Regions from separate parts of the Mus musculus genome. Here all the other regions are linked to region 1. Evidence: chromatin contacts called from public HiChIP or PLAC-seq data. All regions are on one chromosome and are shown on one strand. The core of a region is the stretch at or near the end of the contact, and the rest is flanking DNA. Distances in the headings are between cores, read along the strand shown.

The links. HiChIP or PLAC-seq counts read pairs in DNA pulled down with a chosen protein or histone mark.
Region 2: a contact with region 1 is called in an H3K4me3 HiChIP or PLAC-seq map of embryonic stem cells, with 28 read pairs. The contact joins the enhancer-like site here to the promoter of Slc25a4 in region 1. A contact is called at or near these places in 7 of 39 promoter capture datasets (3T3-L1-derived adipocytes, the HPC-7 cell line, cranial neural crest and 3 more), 1 of 484 Hi-C or Micro-C datasets (embryonic stem cells), 23 of 115 datasets of contacts at active chromatin or transcription factors (the 230-238 cell line, bone marrow-derived macrophages, differentiating embryonic stem cells and 11 more) and 2 of 9 other capture datasets (embryonic stem cells and liver).
Region 3: a contact with region 1 is called in an H3K4me3 HiChIP or PLAC-seq map of bone marrow-derived macrophages, with 3 times the contacts expected there. The contact joins the enhancer-like site here to the promoter of Slc25a4 in region 1. A contact is called at or near these places in 9 of 39 promoter capture datasets (the C10 cell line, cranial neural crest, embryonic stem cells and 4 more), 2 of 484 Hi-C or Micro-C datasets (muscle stem cells and rod photoreceptor), 10 of 115 datasets of contacts at active chromatin or transcription factors (T-cell acute lymphoblastic leukemia, bone marrow-derived macrophages, cardiomyocytes and 6 more) and 1 of 9 other capture datasets (adipose tissue).
Region 4: a contact with region 1 is called in a FOXA1 HiChIP or PLAC-seq map of pancreatic cancer cells. The contact joins the enhancer-like site here to the promoter of Slc25a4 in region 1. A contact is called at or near these places in 2 of 39 promoter capture datasets (liver and pre-B cells), 1 of 15 datasets of contacts at CTCF or cohesin (the NIH/3T3 cell line) and 5 of 115 datasets of contacts at active chromatin or transcription factors (bone marrow-derived macrophages, embryonic stem cells, large pre-B cells and 1 more).
Region 5: a contact with region 1 is called in an H3K27ac HiChIP or PLAC-seq map of embryonic stem cells, with 4 times the contacts expected there. The contact joins the enhancer-like site here to the promoter of Slc25a4 in region 1. A contact is called at or near these places in 2 of 39 promoter capture datasets (embryonic stem cells and pre-B cells), 1 of 15 datasets of contacts at CTCF or cohesin (the NIH/3T3 cell line), 1 of 484 Hi-C or Micro-C datasets (embryonic stem cells) and 3 of 115 datasets of contacts at active chromatin or transcription factors (embryonic stem cells and microglia).

Annotation. Positions count from the first base shown.
Region 1 is chr8:46,209,731-46,212,430 of GRCm38.p6, forward strand. Slc25a4 (solute carrier family 25 (mitochondrial carrier, adenine nucleotide translocator), member 4) reads right to left here and starts at 1,332. Exons shown (of 4, transcript NM_007450.5): 1 at 1,082-1,332. The coding sequence starts at 1,192.
Region 2 is chr8:46,572,773-46,575,472 of GRCm38.p6, forward strand. It overlaps Cenpu (centromere protein U), which reads left to right. Exons shown (of 13, transcript NM_027973.4): 9 at 1-58; 10 at 661-708; 11 at 1,077-1,138. Among named protein-coding and RNA genes, the nearest start is that of Cenpu, 22 kb to the left of the region's middle. Within about 2 kb of position 1,414, at least 26 of the 459 cell types and tissues checked have an H3K27ac peak or open chromatin away from gene starts, as enhancers often do. A contact at or near this core is called in embryonic stem cells and pancreatic cancer cells, where this site is marked.
Region 3 is chr8:46,502,992-46,505,691 of GRCm38.p6, forward strand. It overlaps Acsl1 (acyl-CoA synthetase long-chain family member 1), which reads left to right. Exons shown (of 21, transcript NM_007981.4): 3 at 2,658-2,700. Among named protein-coding and RNA genes, the nearest start is that of Gm31050, 33 kb to the left of the region's middle. Within about 2 kb of position 1,385, at least 14 of the 459 cell types and tissues checked have an H3K27ac peak or open chromatin away from gene starts, as enhancers often do. A contact at or near this core is called in bone marrow-derived macrophages, where this site is marked.
Region 4 is chr8:46,637,753-46,640,452 of GRCm38.p6, forward strand. Casp3 (caspase 3) reads left to right here. Exons shown (of 7, transcript NM_001284409.1): 7 at 167-1,946. The coding sequence ends at 396. Among named protein-coding and RNA genes, the nearest start is that of Casp3, 22 kb to the left of the region's middle. Within about 2 kb of position 1,354, at least 154 of the 459 cell types and tissues checked have an H3K27ac peak or open chromatin away from gene starts, as enhancers often do. A contact at or near this core is called in the NIH/3T3 cell line, bone marrow-derived macrophages, liver and 1 more, where this site is marked.
Region 5 is chr8:46,685,455-46,688,154 of GRCm38.p6, forward strand. No RefSeq gene overlaps it. Among named protein-coding and RNA genes, the nearest start is that of Gm31111, 7.8 kb to the left of the region's middle. Within about 2 kb of position 1,292, at least 439 of the 459 cell types and tissues checked have an H3K27ac peak or open chromatin away from gene starts, as enhancers often do. A contact at or near this core is called in the NIH/3T3 cell line, embryonic stem cells, microglia and 1 more, where this site is marked.

The sequences.
Region 1 (2,700 bases), core at 82-2,581:
CGCCCATCTTTCACTTTCAAGTGACAAGGGAGAATTCCAATTGTTTTTTAATGTATCAGGAAATCAGTTACCAAGAACATACCAATAAATGTTAGTTACTTGACTAAGCTAAAAAGCAGTCCAATTTCTCGACATTATAAGGACATTTGAGCGAAATTCCCTGCAGGCTTATGGGGAATGGCAATAAAGATCCCTCCCTCAAGGGCTCTTAACATGGTGAGCAGATGACAATGTCCCTGCTTTACTCGAATGTCCCCCGAGACAAGGTTGTCTTAACAGTAGGTGTCTGAAAATTTTCAAGCAGATAATTCAAGTGATTAGTGAGTTACTACTGCCGTGGCCAATCTGTTGGAGCATTTTGTGTTATGTTTAAATGCCCAAACGGCTCTTCCCCATTGAACAGCGTTTGCCTTTGAGATGGATCAGATGATGATGGCAGGCCCCTTCAATGACCGGGGAGAAAATTATATGGGGACAAGATGGCCAAGGCGGTCTGAATTTATCCTGAATATTACTTCTGGATTTCTGCCTCAGTGTCTCCATCTGTGAATACGGGCCAAGGACGATTCCTATCTTGCAGAGGTTATAGGAAAGATGAATGAAATCAATGTCAAGTTATAGCGCAGCGCACGCGACATAGAGCGAACCCCAGTCAATGATTAATCTGATGCTTCAATTGTCAAGGGTGGATGCAGATAAGAAGGTGCAGAGGATGTGGCCAAAGGGTGAGGCCCGCCTAAGAGGCCTTAGATGGAATGTCGCTTGCTGTACCGGGCACAGGATCTGGCTCGAGGTAGACCAGCTTCGGGGTGGGTTTCCATATATAGACACCCCAACGCGGGCGCCACCCGACACCAGGAATCTGCCACTGACGCTGGACCTGTATCTGCGTAGAGGGCACCTTCCCCTTCGCCTAGGCCCCGGGCTTGCGGCCTAGCACAGATTTTTCCGCAGCGTCGCGCGCGCCCGCGCCGCAGCATCCCCGCGCCCCGCCCGCATCCCTGCGCCCTGACGCGCGCGCCCCGCCCCGCATCCCCCCAGCGCCCTGCCGCGCCCCGCTCGCGCCCCCAGCCGTCCTGACCTGCAGCAGCAGTTTGACCCTCTCGATCGGGGCGACCGCCGTCTTGGAGACGGCGGCGGCGATGCCACCTGCCAGGAAGTCCTTAAGAAAGCTCAAAGCCTGATCCCCCATGCTGAAAGCCGGGCGCACACAGCCTGCAAGGAGCCGCTCGTTTGCTCTTGCCTACGCCCGGCCAGGCACCGCCACCCCGAATCCGTCCCTGCACGACGCGAAGGGACCGCCCGCCTGACCGCAGCCCTCCTTATATCCCCGGCTCGGCGTCTCGCGAGAGGAGGAGGGACCCCGGCGAGCGCGCAGCGCGCATTGGCTGGGCTGGTCCCTGGACAGCCCCTCTCCATCCCCCTCCTTTGCAGAGGGCATTGGGGGCGAAGACGCTTCCGGGAGCTAGGGGTGGGTTGGGGGCTGTGCCTGCAGCTTGGGACGTTTAAAGGGCAAATTCATGCTATCTGTCCCAGCGAGCCGAGGGAACACCGTGTCTCTGCTGCATGTGGACCGTTGTATTTATAGCTCACGAGGGTTTAGCCTGGGGACGACCTGGGGACAGAGAGGGGGCCCCTTGATGCTTCAAGGGAAGCTCTTTTTGACCTCGATCTTGCACCACGGTGCTTTTGGCCAAGAAGGTTTCAGGCTTCCACCCCTTCCCGTTGTCAGGGCGTTTCCAACTAGAGCTCCCTGCCTGGATTCGGGCCTCTGCAGAACTCTGCGTTTCTGCAAATAAATCATACTCCTCCCAAATACATACTAACATCTTTTTAATGCCATTATTGCCTCATAGTAGAGGGCAAGCTCCTGTCTCCGACTTCTCTCCATTCAATCCTTGAACCATTCAGTCAATAGAAAATATGTATGCACCGGGCACTCTGCGCCATCAGGGAAAAAGAAAAAAAGCAGAATGCAGCGGCGCTAGGTGGATTCTCAGTTTGGCAGTGAATGTGGATGTGTGGCTTTTCTGTTAACTCGGCCTGTCACACTGACACACAGGCCGAGGACTCCTAAGGAAAAGACTCTCCTTTATTAGCTCCTAGTCTCTCTCAGCTCTTGGGATTCTCTCGTGGACAGACCTCTAAAGGGCTTGAATGCGTGCTCAGCTCTTAATGGAATCTCAACCGTATTTCGTGCAGGATGGTTCCAGTTGGCTGGCGGCTTCTTAAGGATCAGAGTCCTCAGACTTTTGGGAAGGTCGACTCCTTGGCTGTGTCTGACTCTATAACAGACAGCTTGAGGTTGGGGGAGGGGGGCCGAGGCACTGTCTAATCCCAGGAAAGTGATTGCAGTTTTTTTTTGTTGTTGTTGTTGTTGTTTTTTGTTTTTAATACATGGATGTGAGATTTCGTTACCCTCACCTCATTTAAGGCAGTTCAAATATAACTGTGCATATTTTCCATACTGCTGCCCCTTCCACAAGAATGAGTGCTATTAGGGTTTTTTTGTTGTTCTTTTCTTTTCTTCGTTTAACTTCAAGCCCCTTACTCTGTTCTTTTCCCACATTTGCTAACCTTCGTTTGGACATCGGTCAAGGCAGTTCATCTTTTTAAAAGTTTGCTGATCTATGCATATTTCATGTTAGGTGCTGACTGAGCTGCACCTGTGTGTCGCTCAGAGCCTAAAGACTTACTAGA
Region 2 (2,700 bases), core at 164-2,663, 360 kb after region 1:
TTGTAATCAAGCCATCAACAAGTTTTATTTTAAAATGAAAGGAGAACTCATCAGAATGGTAAGTTTCTTGTATTTGTTTGAGACAGGGTCTTTGTATGTATCCCTAGCTGTCCTGGAACTCACTATGTAGACCTGGCTGGTCTCAAACTCACAGAGATCTGCCTGCCTCTACCCTCCAAGTGCTGAAATGAAAGGCAGATACCAATACACCTGGCTACTCTAAAATGTTTTAAACTAAAGTTTGGACATGATCCTGTGGTTGTAGAACAGCTTGCACTTGCTGGCTCTGTGACGAGAAACACGTGAGAACTCCTCTTACTTCCTTCTGTGCATGTGTGGATGTGGAAGCCAGAGGCCCACTCTGAGTAACTTCACCAATCACCCTAAAACTTACTGTTTGAGACAGGTCTCACTGAACTTGAAGATCATTGGCTTCTCCAGGCTGGCCAGCCAGTGAGCTCAGCTGGACCACAAGGACCCACTCATCCCCACCAGCCCCTCATAAAATCCAAATGTGCCAGTGCCAGGATCCAAGCTTGGGTCCTCTTGCTTTTGTGACAGGCGGTTTACCAACTGGTGTCTCCCAAAGGCCTTCTCATGTGGATCTTTATACAGTTCATCTTGGAAAATGAGATATACTTTATTTTGTTGTCGTTGTAGCTTAAAGAAGCCCAGATGTTAAAAGCCCTGAAAATGAAGAACACCAAGGTAATCGCCAAATCTCTTAGTGAGTCATGGGCTATGAACCAGGGGAGTAAGGAAACACTTGCTGGTAGTTTTGTGACCTGCAGTTTTATAAGGGCTTTTGTGGGCTTGGTCAGGTTTTTAATTGCTTTTGTAATGTTAATGGACACTGAGGAATGGGGATCTCTGTTAGCCTTTTGTCAGTCCAAGTTACCCCCCCCCCCAGCCCCAGACAGCTCATAGACAGAAAAGATTACCCCTGGGTCTGTAGTGAATGAAACTGCTAAACAAGTCAAACTGGGAGGCAAGAGGAGGGTCCATGGACCCAAAGTCTTAGCTGAAGTGCTGAAACTTCTCCCATGTTAACCTAAGTACGTTATTATATTGCTCAGATAATTGCCAACATGGAAAAGAAAAGGCAGCGTTTAATTGAAGTCCAGGATGAACTGATTCGGTAAGGTAATATCTGCTCTATCTGAGAAGTCATCTAAAGGGGCAGTAGCGTTCGTCACTTAGGGGAGTGCTGTAAGGACCGTCAACTCTGCTCTGACTCTCAGCATCTGGTCTGGTCTCAGGCAGTCTGATTACAGCTTTAGCTACATAGACTATAGGATTAGACTGTCTGGAGCTTGAATCAGGCTCTACCATTGACTGCAGACTTGAGTGAGGCACTGACTGTTCAGGGCCTCAGCCCCTTCCTGTGTATATGGGCGTAACTGTACCTGTTCCTTAGAGGGTGTCCTGTGAGTCACTGAGTAAACCTAGGCACAGTTGTCTGCTGGTCTCAGGCAGAGAGGTCTGTTTATGTTGCTTGCTTGCTTATTTTACTTTTTGATAGATGGTTTTACTATGTAAGTCAGTCTGGTCACTGGCTCTTCAGTGACTGTTGAAATACACACTCTGCAGAGACACATCAGTCCTTATTCTGAGGTCTAGGGTTGGGGGCAGTCCCCATGCCCTGGGGTTAGTGCACACTGTGGTAGTCTGTCTGTACATTTTGGGCTTCTGAGGTATGGAGTGCGAGCCAGAGGCGTTCGTGTAGTAGAGTTTGCCACGCTCTCTACTCTAAAGATGCTTTAAAAGTGCTTGGACAGGCTGGGGATGTGGCTCAGTGGTAGAGCACCTGCCTGGCATGAACAGCAGTGCGTTAATTCCTAGGACCACATGGGTGTGGTCGCACAAGGCTTGAGCAGATCCTCCGATCTGTCAGTAAACACTTGAAATTACTAGGTTGTGTTTTGTTTTTTTGAGACAGGATTTCTCTGTATAGCTCTAGCTGATCTGGAACTTAATTTGTAGACCAGGCTGGTCTCGAATTCTTGTAGATTCACCAACCTGTGCTTCCCGAGTCCTGGGACTAAAGGTGGGCACTACCTTGCTGGGCTAAGTACTAGGTTTTAAGTGACTGCCACAGGATTTTGAGAGAGACAAATTAGTTGCCTATTCTGTTATTTACAGATTTGGCCAAAACAGGAAAAGTGGGGTAATATAGTAATATTGACAGTAACAGTTCACAGCTTCCTTTATGGGAGGGTACTTTTCCTAAATACGTCATTCAGTTGGCCCGTGCTTAGTCAATATGATTCCATGAGGTAGGTCACTGTATGGCTCTATAATTAAACTATAATAAGGCTGTTCTATTCAGCTCGTCATCAGTGTGAGACCACTGAGACGTGTTGAGACTGGACTTTTTAGTTCCTTTTCTAGGTGAAATTGTAGTCAGACAAATATTTTGAAAATGCATAGTAAGATAAAGTGTGTGATGGTTTAAACTTTGCATAGGAGGTGCCTGAGGCACTGGGGCGTCTCTTAGTTACAGCCCGTCCCATCCCTAGGGAAGGCAGGGAATGCAATCCTGGCCGTGGCCGTCAGTTTGCTGAGAAATCTTCAGTTGTTTGGTGTGAAGAGCTCTTTCTAAAAATTGAAAATAAAATGTTTTCATAGTTTATTCTGATCATGGTTTCCCCACTTTTGTCTCCTCCCAGATCCCCCGCACTTCACCTCTCCAACTCCATG
Region 3 (2,700 bases), core at 135-2,634, 290 kb after region 1:
CGGATACACCTTAAAACGCGGACACCTGGTCATCCACCTCTGTCTGCTAGGCTCCACCTTTTAAAGGTTCCACGCCTCTCTTAGAGTGACTGCCTGGAGAACCCATCATCAAAGCATGAGTCTGTGGGCTAACGGTCCAGATTCAAACCATTGCGTTCTAAACCTCCCAAAGGCTATTGACCATCTCATAACAAAATACATTTAGTCTAACTTAGTCCCATAGCCCACAGTTTGGCCACTGCCCAAAAGTCCGTATCCAGAGTCTTTGCTGAGACTTCACGCAGTCTTTTAGCTATGAGCTCCTAGAAAATACAGACACTGTGCTTCCAGTGTACGATGGAGGACACAGAGTCAACAGCCCAACTGTGACATGGGGCGGGGGGGGGGGGGGGGAGGCAGGCCCAAAGCCAGCATTGCAACAAACATCAAATCCTGTAGCTCCAAGCCCATCATGAGAGGCACGTGTTGCCGTGATGCACGCGGCAGTGGGCTTGGAAAGCCCTTGGCTTACTTGGCCTCTGTCCTAGGATGGCTCTCTTCTGTGCTTAAAGCGCTCCTTGACAAACAGGCTGTGTTCTTGCTATCCCCAACAGCCTTGAACTCTACTGGAACTTTGTCTCTACCTTCATACCTTCATCTACAGGCCGGGTTGGCAGGGGTGGGGGTGGGGGATCCTTGCAGCAATGTTGACCCTTGTGAGCCTTGGCTGCAGTGGCCTCTTGGTTCTAAGGTGGGCGAACCTGGAAAAATGCTTTCATATGGCGCTCTGTGCAGGCAAAACACCCAGGGAAACTCTCCCTTATTGTTCCCAGCAGCCTTCCCAACCGGCAGCCCTGGCTAGGGAACAGGCATTGACAGCACGAGGCCCCGGGAACTCTTCTGATCAAACCACAGCACAAATCTCGGGCTCCTGGGCCTTGGCTGTGTCCTCCCCACTACTCCACTGACAGCTGAGGCGCTGCTCTGTGGAATGCGCAGCTCATCGCTGCTTTTACAGAGATGATATTGTGTTGAGAGATGCTGTGAAGGGTTCCACATCACCGTGACACTCTTGAGCTGAGGTCCTCGTGGGCAGCATGGACAGCCAGACCGCTTGCCCTTCACTTGGTGGGGAAAGTGGATTGGCCTAGGGCAGACAAGGCAGTACTGTATGGCACATGGCCCTTCTGCTCCCCCATGCCCTGCAGCCTCACCCCCTCTCATCTCCTTACCATTTCCCTATTTCTCTGACCTCTGTCCTCTCCTTGGTCCATTGTGTTTTGTTTTTGTTTGTTTTTGTTTTTGTTTTTGTTTGTTTGTTTGTTTTTTGGTCCTTACTTATGTAGACTTCTCACTAGGAAGCCTCAGTATTGTCTCTTTCCCTGAGCCCGCCAACTCTCACTGCTCTTTGACCTCACTAGTTAGGGGCGGTTTCCTGTTTTCTTTGATCAAACTTCAAGCCAGAGTGACCGCTTCCACTTTTTGGACAATCCTTTCCTGTGGTGCTGGAAGGTCTCATCTCATGGTCTAATTTCCCTCAAGGGTTTTCCCAGTGTTGTAAATGTGAAGAGCCCTCTTTGAAATGTGAAATAAGCAGGCTCTAACCTAGTAGTTGAATACTTACCTACCAGTGTAGTAAGAGTGTTTGAGGGGTTCCTGCGGCTGCCTGGACCTCCCGTATGGTCCCGTATGGTCCCGTATAGTCACATATGGTCTTAGCTCAGCTCCTTCTGCTGTTTTAGGCCCCAGCAGGTGGAGACAACTTAGCAGAAGGTGTTCAGCAGCAGGTATGCACACCTGCCCAAGCCACAAATAAACGCCTGGAAGAACCTACATCTGCTCAGACTTACTATATTCAGTCGCCAATGACATTAACCCTGAGATGCCACTTAAGGAGCCTCAGGTCCTAATGGATTGTATTCAGTTTGTAATGAGAGAGCCTCAAGTGTGGGTGACTCGTGGAAGTAAAATTGAATGGTCTCTTTATTTCCTCCCAAGCTATGTTCTGTCGGTTGATGCTTTGAGAACTAAAAAGTATGTGTGGTGGGAACATTTTTCTGTTGTCCCTTGCTCTCTTTGACTTTGTCTGGCAGGACAGGTATTTAGAAATTGATGAACAGCAGCAGTGGGCTCCTCCTCCCTCTCATTTTCTTCCTCATCTTCTTCCTCTTCCTCTCTCTCCTCTCCCTGTCCTCTCCCCTCCTCCTTCTTTTCTTTCCTCTCAGTTTTCTTTCCGTAAGACTCTGTTCACGGCCATGTTGTCTTAGCCTCGCTTCTCCTGAGCCACCGCGGCTGGCTTACATTATTTACATTATTAGCACATCAGCACTCCTTCATTCAGCTGCTAGTCACTGCACAGCAGTCTGTATTTATTTTACACCTAACTGACAAATAGAGATGGCAGCAGGTATTGATGGTGTTACGGTGAGTAAAATAGGCACAGGGAATCAGTGTTACAATATCACAACCATCATTCATTACGGTGTACTTGTTATTTACCTGAGAATTGCTAGGATGGAAGATTTTAGGTATGTGTGTGACAAAAATGTGACAAGCCTAGGGAAATACTGGCATGTCAGTTAGCATCATTTGGCCACAAAATGCACCTCTCTAAAAGCATCATGTTGTGGGCTTCTTGTTAACATCCTGCTCGCCCCTGTCCTCCTTCTTCCCAACAGGGTACCACTGATGGTATTCGAAGATCAGCAGTCCTTGAAGATG
Region 4 (2,700 bases), core at 104-2,603, 430 kb after region 1:
AGGTCTGGAGTCCAGGGTTGCTAATTATTTTCCTTTGTGTGGCTTCTAAGACTGAGGAAGCTTATGTCTGTCTGGATCGTTCTGGTTATATGAAAATGTGTAGACTCCTCCAGAGTGATGCTGTGGTGTAATAGAAGATACAGTCCTTCGTATTTTTGCCTCCTAGGTTACTATTCCTGGAGAAATTCAAAGGACGGGTCGTGGTTCATCCAGTCCCTTTGCAGCATGCTGAAGCTGTACGCGCACAAGCTAGAATTTATGCACATTCTCACTCGCGTTAACAGGAAGGTGGCAACGGAATTCGAGTCCTTCTCCCTGGACTCCACTTTCCACGCAAAGAAACAGATCCCGTGTATTGTGTCCATGCTCACGAAAGAACTGTACTTTTATCACTAGAGGAATGATTGGGGGTGGGGGGGGGCGTGTTTCTGTTTTGTTATGCCAAATGAGAAAGCTGTCAGGGAGACTCTCATTTAAATCTAATCTGACGGTCCTCCTGGTCTTTGTACGCTACCACTGCCTAGCAATGCAGCCAGCCACAGTGCAGCTACCTCAACTTCGACATCAGGTAGTTGAAATGAAATTTAATTTAATAAGGAGCAAGTAACTGTCAATGATGGTACTATCATCCTAGATGAAATTACAAAGTTGCCCTTTTATAATTAGCAAGATTTGGCGATACTATGAATTTTGAAGTCATTTTGAAGCAGTACAGCTTTTCCACTGATGATTTTATACTCCCCACTCATGTTAAGAATGTTGTTCTAGTTTTCGTTAAACGTAGAAACAATAATGTCAAATGATAATGTCTTAGAACTTGAATCCATGAGCAGAGTCAAAGGCTGGAACCCTTGTTTTGGACCTGATTTATGGAAGTGAAGAGTTGGACCACCATAGCATGCATTATAGCTACTGGTTTTGTGACAGTTGTCCACAACACGTATTTGTTATTTTAAAAAAAAAAATCATGTTTTATTACTGGAACAAAAATAACTTGAGTATTTATGTGAGAGGAAAACCGTGTGCGAACTTGGTTGACTCATTGAAGGCAAGGTGCTAAAATCCATCAGCATTTGTTTCTTACTTATCCTTATACAAATCAGCTCGGTCTTACAGACCAGCAAAATATCTCAAGAGCTGTTATGTAACAGCCTCAAATGGTTGATTATTAGAATGAAGTACAGGAATTCTATAGGAATATACTATAATACCAGTTGTCAAACAGAGCTTAAGAAAAGGAGAGATGAAATCTACTGTAGTTGGAGAGAATGTGGTTTGAGCCAGAGCAGAGACTTGGCAGAGCCATGGGCACATCTTCAGAAAAGGCCTGCCAGCTGGACTCCCCACCCCTCACCCCACCCCCCTTGTGAGTTCTGGTTTGTGTGGATGATGTCCAAGTTACCACGTGGGAAAGTGAACCAGATCACAAACTTCTGCAAAAAGGCTTTCCCAGAGGGCTGAGAGTCTGAAGAAAGTTCACTGGACTCCATGTCCAGAGTCTGTAGCATGCTGACTTTTCTGTTGACGTTTACAAAGAAAGGAAAAATAATGGTGATATTTATACTGTGCTAGAAACGAAAGGGCCAGGGCACACAGGACTTGGAAAGCATCCAGCAATAGCCCTGCAGCCCATGTGGAGAAGCTGCGGGCTGCAGTCCATCCTCAGGGAGACTGTGCTCTGCTCCTGGCCTCCTTATGGGGGTGCTGAGTCACTGCTGGCTCTCGCAGCATTTCTCCTAAGCTTCCTTGTTGCACAAAGAAAGGAAGGAACTCACATTGTAACGGATAGATTCTTGTTTAGACTGGCTTTGTTGTTAACGCTTTCTAAGTGAATGCAGCATGTGATGGTATTTTAAAGTGTGTTCCCATGTGACAATTTTATAAAAGTTTGTTACCTTGCAATTTTATTTCAAAACATAAATTCAGATTTAAAATTATCAGTGTATTTGAGGGTTTGTTGTTGTTGTTGTTGTTGTTGTCGTCGTCAATACTTTTGCTGTTGTAATAACTAAGTGAAAGTTAAAATAATTTTAACCCACAGTCTAATTTGAGAGAGTCAGAGGATGCAACAAGGCCTTAATCTAATATGTTAAGGTGTTGGCAAGTGGAAGAACCTCTGATATGATAGGATTTAAACCCAAAGAAATAGGTAGAATATACTCAAAGAATACAGGAAGGGGTGGGGACTCAGCTCCTCCAAAGTTTACATAATAACCACAGCTTCTCTAAAGTGAAGGTCAAAAGTGGATCAAGGAACTCCTGTACACAAGGAGGAGCGTGTCACGAATGTTTTTGTCTAGCTGCTTTCTAACAGGGGATAGGGTGGTGGAGAAATGACTCAGCAGTTAAGAGCGTCGGCTGTTCTTCAGAAGAACTGGATTTGAACCCAAGCACCCACATGGCAGCTCACAATTTTTTGTAACTAGCTCCAGGGGACCCAACTGCCTCTTTTTGCCTCCTTGGGAATTTTATGCACATGGTGCAGAGGCATACACGTGGGCTAAATACCTATATACATGAAATTAAACCTTTAAAGACTAGCTCTTTAATGTGTGGAGAAAAGGCTAGCCCATTGTAATTTCCATACTATCTATATAAAGAGGTCTGAGATAGTACAAAGAAAACAACTGGAGCTATGGGTCTGGGAGTAGTTAGCTGGGTAAAGCAGTTTCCTTGCCAGCACAAGAACCTGAACTAGAA
Region 5 (2,700 bases), core at 42-2,541, 480 kb after region 1:
AACGAAAAGAGGAGGAAGTATCTTCTAACTTATTTTATGGGAATAACATTACCCCGTGTTCAACCTAGGGATGAAAGACCTGTTTGAACTCTGAAAAACCAAGCAATATAACTAAGTGTGTCAATCAACATCAACACTACCAACCACAAAAACAACCCCAAAAGCACACCACCATTTCAAGTAAAAGAATTTGACCAAGCTTAGACGGTAACTTTCAGAACTTTCAGAAACCTAAAAATAGACCAAAAAACAAAAAAACAACAAAAAAACCCCTAGGATATCTGTAAAAGAGATACAATAACAACAGAGAAACAATAACAACAAATCCATAGTCAATACCCAGTCCTCTGGGAAAGACTGAACGGCTCTCTCTTTATATCCGAGGAAGAAGCCAGTAGTGACTGCCCTCATTTCTGTCCCAACTATTGCAACAAGGCAATAAAGTATATAAAACACACATGCTGGAAAAAATAAAAAAGACTATATTTGAAGATGACGAGGTTGTCCATATTAAGAAAAAAATCCTAAAGGATCTATAAAAAATACACAAGAAATAAAGAACAAGTTAAGCAAACTCATAGAGTACAAACATAATATTAACAAATCCTTAATAGTTCAAGTGCTATCAACAATTAGAATTCACGTTGTAAAGAATTTTTTTTCCTGAGTTGTTCCATTAGAAAAAAAGGAGGGAAGAAGAAGAAGGAGGAGGAGGAGGAGGAGGAGGAGGAGGAGGAGGAGGAGGAGGAGGAGGAGGAGGAGGAGAGAAGAAGAAGAAGAAGGAGGAGGAGGAGGAGGAGAAGAAGAAGAAGAAGGAGAAGAAGGAGAGAGAGAGAGAGAGAGAGAGAGAGAATGAATTTAAATTATGTTCAAATAACATGGTAGAAAATATCCGGTGTATAAAATATGTATTCTACATGCTTTGCTTTACATTTGACATAGTCTACCTAAAAGGGATTCTTTATCCTTCCAAATAATGAAATGCATGAAACAGAAATGTAATCTCTTGATCCAAAACTTAATCTTAACATTCTGCTGTTTAAGCTTCCAGATGGTACCTTTTTTAATCTTGATTTTGGCGCGCGCGCGCGCGCGCACACACACACACACACACACACACACACACACACACACACACACACACACACACATTTTCAATAGCAGTCTTATATTTCAAAGAGAGTGGGACTGATGTGGGACTTCTCTCCTTGGAAGGCTTGCCTCCCTGGATTTAACAACCTGTTTGTTGATAGCACAGATGTGGTTTCTCCTCACTGTCCACTTGGGGGCTATCTCAATCTATTTCAGATCCACTAGATAGGGACTGTCTTCCTAAACCGAGTCTTCCTGTCTAGCAGGAACTCATAGATTGTCCCTGTGATATGAAACGAGGCCGTTAGGCCCCAGTACCTGACTTTTTTTTGATACCTTTTAAAGTACATCATTAATGAAAACTAAACTCGCACAGGGTTCTGCACGCCTACCTTGCATTACCACTGCGTCTGCGCGCCACAAGTGTGGACTACATCTCCCAGGATGCATCGTGTCCCCGCCCGCGCAGCCTTACTTCCTGCGAAGGACTTCCGGAGTGTTAGTAACCTTGCTGACTACTGGATTTAGGGTCTTTTTGGGAGGTCACTGGGACTAGCTTGTATTTTTCTGGGAGGAGAGGGGGACAGCAAGCCATAACAGGGCGGCATCTGTCCCGTTTTCTGGTGTGCACAGACCTTGCTTTCTGGGAGAGGCGTTGGCTCCGCCTTCAGGCAGTCCTCTTACAGGTGGTTGGCTGTTGTTCTTGTCATTCAGCCGAGTCCTTGGACTTGTCAGAGATCATCAGTGAGACAGGCCAGCAATCCTGAGTTATAGTGGTTTAGTGACCATTTCTTTTCTTTTCTTTCACCCACCCCCTTTAAACCACGGACATTTTAGTGAAAAATAAAAATACTATAGATAAGTTGTCAGATAATTTATTCTGCAAACGTATGCGTGCTTTCTTTACCAGGTGTTTTTAAGGATTTTGTTAGTGTTGGCCTGGAATCCTTTTTTTCTAATCTTTTAAAACCTATTACTACTAATGTGTCTTGAAGATACTACTTAGGGAAAACTGAAAGTGTGTGTGTGTGTGTGTGTGCGCGCGCGCGCGCGTGTGGTGTAATTTCTAAGGAACTACAATTCCCATCCAGTTCAGATTGAAATGGGCTAAAGGGTGAGTGCGGTGGGCTCAGTGGTAGAGTACTTGCCTAGCATACTTTAAAAAATTCAAAAAAGGTGACTCAAAGTGGGCATACATTTCTTTATAAAAAGACACTGTTGAGGAAATGGGTGGGTCGGGGGCTTAAGATGCATGTCCTAGTTTGTTGATTCTGGAGTCTCTGTGAGTCACTATGCTTCCTCTCCGTACTTGATAGTTTTGTGAAAGCAACTCAAAAGGACACGCTCCTTCTCCATAAACACCCTAAAATTGAGATGCTAATAATGATATGATGATGGTTAAAACAAAAATAATGTGGACTGTGTAATAAGAGGTCAGATTAACTAGAAATGCTAGTTAAGATATAAATGTTGGAGAGATGACTCAGTGGTTAAGAGCACCTGTTGCTCTTGTAGAGGACTGATTGAGGTCCAACTTGTAGCTCCAGCTACAGGAGATCATTATCCTCTGCTGGTCCCTCTGGCCACTGTACTCACTGGCAGAAACCC